Linked DNA regions of Gasterosteus aculeatus: region 2 is linked to region 1. A link is a contact called in public Hi-C data. All regions are on one chromosome and are shown on one strand. Each heading gives the region's core, a stretch centred on a gene start, on an enhancer-like site or on the middle of the called end of the contact. The rest is flanking DNA. Distances are from core to core; before and after follow the strand shown. Region 1 holds the start of snrka (SNF related kinase a). Region 2 overlaps LOC120811232 (voltage-gated potassium channel regulatory subunit KCNG2-like).

The links. A called contact is a pair of places that touch in the nucleus more often than the background predicts.
Region 2: a Hi-C map of skeletal muscle shows a contact between it and region 1, with 8 times the contacts expected there. The contact joins the enhancer-like site here to the promoter of snrka in region 1. A contact is called at or near these places in 4 of 6 Hi-C or Micro-C datasets (skeletal muscle, tail fin and whole body).

The regions. Positions count from the first base shown.
Region 1 is chr20:18,272,251-18,274,774 of fGasAcu3.hap1.1, reverse strand. snrka (SNF related kinase a) reads left to right here and starts at 1,258. Exons shown (of 8, transcript XM_040164213.2): 1 at 1,258-1,619; 2 at 2,294-2,524. The coding sequence starts at 2,329.
Region 2 is chr20:18,389,883-18,392,406 of fGasAcu3.hap1.1, reverse strand. It overlaps LOC120811232 (voltage-gated potassium channel regulatory subunit KCNG2-like), which reads left to right. Exons shown (of 4, transcript XM_040166492.2): 4 at 1-966. Among protein-coding and RNA genes, the nearest start is that of LOC120811232, 9.3 kb to the left of the region's middle. Within about 2 kb of position 1,261, at least 1 of the 9 cell types and tissues checked has open chromatin away from gene starts, as enhancers often do.

The DNA.
Region 1 (2,524 bases), core at 9-2,508:
ATCATTAGCTACTTTGACAAGTTGAGAAGTAGTTATATGGTTGGTTATAAATGATTATGATATTAAAAAGATAAATGGGTTTTTATCCTCATGGTTGAAATGCACTTACTGTAGGTCGCTTGGATAAAAGCGTAGTTAAATGACATGAAATGTAATGTAATAAATAAAATAATACATATTTACCAAGAATAAGTGACATAAAAGCAGAAAAGGGGTTAAAAATATGAATTTTAATACATCCCTTCAAGAGTACTGTGATAGCTCTATAAACAAACGACAGGTCTGCACTGAGAAAGGGAAACCGTAAATAAATTTAGATTTAAAGCAATGTCAAGACACAATTAATGCCACTTAGGATCCACAAACAATTGCAACATTCAGAAAGATGTATCAGCAATCTCAGTCCTATTTGACTGACAGCTCATTTCACATTGTCTCTGACCGTTTAAAACCCAAAAGTAAAAAAATGACATAAGGTAGCGAGGTGTTACTTTCTGCCCGATTAGTCCACACACTGTAATGACACACATCCACCTGCTTAAAAGGCAGTTCCAGTTTGTGGAAATGTTATGTTGAGATGAGGCATTATCCAGTGCTTACATTCAATGAATTTCGATGAATCCACAGACCTGAATAGACAAAGAAGTAAATAACTTCATGAATCAGTGCAGGAAAAACAATGTTTTTGCCCATATTGCCTCTCCTTTGTTGTATCATCAAATACAACTAATTGAAAGCACCTAATTGATTTGAGTTTTAAGCTGGAAAAGCACAAACGTCAATAACAATAATAACAATAACAACAGTAACTCGTGGCTCCATTGCAATTATAAGAAAGTTGATTTTGGTATTCAAAGCAAGTGAAATGTCCGCCACTAGATGCCACTCCATGCCATTTATTGGGAGGACCAATAACTCACAAACAGGTAATCGATCAATTGCACATTTAAACCATGTTTCCTACCATGATACACAAATATTGCCCCAATATGGCATGTCTTTGTCAAAAACAGCGTACAGCCATTCATTGTTGTTTAATTTAAATACAATATCGCTTCAGCAACCTTTCCCAATCGAAAGACAACGTTTGACGTCAGAGTTGAAGGCGGCTGGCGATGCTCGTGCTGCCTTTCCGTGGTCCTCGTACAAAACCCTGAGCCTGGAGTGTTTTCCTTATATAGTGAATGCAACCTAACAAACGTGTCCAACGAGAAGACGAACAATGATTCTAACAATACTAAAAACGTGAAATGCAACAAGTTACATTTCCTTTAACAGTGAACATAATCGCCAACCAGGTGTGCAACGAGTCCCCATGGCTATCCTGGCCAACTCGGGTGGTACTGAAAACATCGACATTTTTATTCGGCACGTGAAGGCAACATCACAACCCCACCGCCGCGGCTGGGAGGACGCAACGATACCGACTAGGGCTGCCGTTACCACCGATGCGATGCCCCGTTTTACAGACGCACCCAGGGCATAGGCACCCTCTGAGTGCCGCGGTCACTTCCGTGACAGTTTGCGGTAAGCTTCAATAGAGAACACCCGTAGGAGCCAAGGCACCCGGTCGGCACCGGACTCGTGTGCTTTATGTCTACCGGAGCGAAACTGGAGAGGTAAGCTGAGCGAGCGGTACAGTAACTTTAGCCTGCTACATGCTAACTACGGCTAACCGTGTGTGACGTGAATCCGCCGTGTACTCTTACCGCCAGCCGCCTGTTACACTGCTACCTGTATTTGCGAGGAGATTATTCCTCAGCTGGGTTTGTGAATTAGCGGGGGACATTTTGACGCGGAGGACCGGAAGCTCTTCACGCCAGTCGGCTAGTAAGCTAACGTGTATTAATCAATGAACAACGAGCTAGCCCCCCGGTAACGTTAGCCTAACGCTAAGTTGTCGGTGCGACCGCCGGGCCCGACTGTCAAACTCCGCCATGGTAGCGAAAGAGCTGCCAATGCACGCGACTAAAGAAAGCATATTATTGCGATTTTTGGGAACTCGGTTTATTGTTGCGGCGTGAGGCAGTACGCCAGGACACGTTAGCCTCCTTCAGGGCAGCAGCCATCCTGTCAAAACAAGCCCTCCTCCTCCTCCTCTGTCTGGAGCTTTAATGCGCCAACGTGCACTATTAGTGCTCGCTGTGATTAAGCCAGTGGGTCGATATATGTTATTATTGTTGTTCAAATCGAGATGAAACCATAGAACTGTGTATCGTTTTATCTTTATATCTTAAGCTGTGTGAGTCAGTCAGTGTTTGTTGATGTATACTACCTGTTTCCTGTCCTGTAGGAAGTTGGAACCATGGGATTCTCCCCCCGCCGTCGATGAACTGCTCTAAGCTGGACCCACACGACTCCGCCAACCCGCCCCCGCCTGCAGTGGGGGCTCCCCTCTCCCTGTCGCCCTCTCCAGCCATGGCGGGCTTCAAGCGGGGCTACGACGGCAAGATCGCCGGCCTGTACGACCTGGACAAGACGCTGGGCCGCGGCCACTTCGCCGTGGTCAAGCTGGCGCGCCACG
Region 2 (2,524 bases), core at 12-2,511, 120 kb before region 1:
CAGCTGCGACAGACCAAGACTGCGTGGGGACACACAACCAGGACATGGATGAAAACAGGGAACACTTTTGACAAAAACATTTAATCCAAAATGATTCATTGTGTGAAGTTTTGTGGGGCTTTTGACTTGGTCTTTCCTCAACACACTGATTGGGGGTTTCCCCTATGTTCATAGGTGCATCTCATATATATATATATATATATATATATATATATATATATATATATATACACATGTTCTAATAGATGTTATAAAAATATATTTATATGTATATGTAATATATTTATCCCTTAACATAATACATTTATTATGATATTTATGATAATTATATTGTATATTTATACAGTTACAATATGGAAGTTATATCATTTACTGAATATTGTTTGGTATACAGTATATACATACTGAATATATATACTGAATTGTATGAAGATTCCTTATTTTGTTGGAATAAATGTTAAATATTTACTGCAAAGTAATAATACGTGTTTGATACCTTTTTTTTTGCATTGAATCACCAGATGTTTACTGAAACTGGCTACCAAAAAAAAAAAATCCACCAGCTGCCACTGCCAAAAAGGCATGGTCATCTCAGTCTACGATGTGAGACCTATTAAAGGGGACATAGTATCCTCTTTATCATTTTATTTGTTTGTAGTATGTCATCGTAGAATGTTTATTTTAGAATTGGAGAGTACAGCAAATTATGTCCCTTGTGAGAAGTTACGCTCTTCTCTAACAAATATTTCTACTTTGCAGCTCGTTGGTGTCTGTAGTAATGTACAGTATCATTCGCAGCAGTTTAATGCTGATTTCAAATGCTGTTTGATTTTCTAATGTATGAATGAATACATATATGTGAAAACTCAAGTGCTGTTTTGAAGGTTGTTTCAAAAGTGGGATATTTGTTGTGGATGCTCTCCATATATATAAATAAAATATTGTGTAAATATATTTATTTCACTAGTTTCACAGTCTTGTCCAGCGTTTTTGTCCTTGTTCCTAAATGATAATTATATTTCTGTCCATGTGTGACGAGAGATAGACGCAAATGTGATTCTGATTCTGACAAAAATAAACTTTGAAGCAGAAATGACTGGGCAGCAGTGGAACTGCGGTCTGGTTTGTGTCCACTAGAAGGCAGAAGTGCACTTCTTCTTTCGCAGTAGCCAAAGAATGGAGATGACACGTTCCCTCTGGAGAGGGAGGGACGTAAAGATCACACTCGACCACGTTAGTTTGGCTAAAATACTTGAAAAACATAAAGCTGTAATTGCACATCCACTGTCTCTGACAGACCTGGAAGTAACCTGCAGGACAAATGGTATACAGTGCCCTCTACTCTCTGTACCAGAGCTGGTGTTGTGGGCCCAGAAGGGCCTTGTTGCATTGGTCTGCAGGGGAATGTCGGATCCACACACACAATAAAACATCTATTTGCTTAGTTGATCGCCCTCATCCTTGATCTCTGATCTTGATCCCTGGCTCTCATCCTTGAGATCTTCAGAATACGGCATCGTCACAATCATTTTTAGGGCTTAACTTAAGAAACTGAATGATTTGACAGCCAAGAATCTTGATGTCGCTTTCGATTCTTTCGGTTACCTCCGGTTCTGCCGAGTAAGGCCGATTGTCTTAAAAGTCCTGAATGAGGCTCCTACGTGTGTAAACAGAAGAACATCAGGTAAGTGAACCTGTAGTCTTCCCAGGAAGTGTTTTAAAGCTGCATAATTGGCTACCGACCAGCAGGGTGTAACTCTTCTGGTTTAAAAAGGAATGTGATTGTATAGAAGTCTACGAGGAAAGGACCGGCTCTCACTGGATTTATTCCCTCAGCAAACAGCGTAGTGAGTTCATGGTCTCTACTCCTGGAGTACTTCACACTGACCTCAACCCCACACAGTGTTTCAAAAATAACGTTTTCTTTTCTTAACAGGGAACGGTTCTGGCATCACTTGGAATGAGTGGACAACATGGCCGGGGTGGTGCACTTCCTATGGAATTCCTACAGTAAAACTAAAACTGGATGGAGTAAGATGAAGAGAAAAAGGCGAGGAAGGAGGAGAGACGGCAACAGAACAAAAATAATGAGGGCGAAAAGAAACGAGCTGAGGAATGAGCAGACTTTGGACAAAAGTAATGCGAGACAGATGAGGGCAGAGGAACTGGACGAAGCAGAGAAGAAGAAGTTAGATGGGTAGCCGTGGCAGGACGAGGCTAAGCTTTGTATTTAACTACCCTGTAAGAAGTATATACAAAGTAAGAATGCTCAAAAGACACCACTGAATCAGTGAGTCACTTTGGATCTAATCTAATTCAAAAGTTTGCTGTTTTGTATTTAAATGACTGGTTAGTAGAGACAATGCAAGTTTTACGCCTAATGAAGACAAAAAAGAACACAAAGGAAAAACATGGAGGGGAGGAGTTTGAATGCGTCATTACTTGTTATGACTCATGAAGTCAGGTTAATAACGTACATATTTAAAGCCAAACCATCATGTTCTACCTGAGGTTAAGGTTTGAT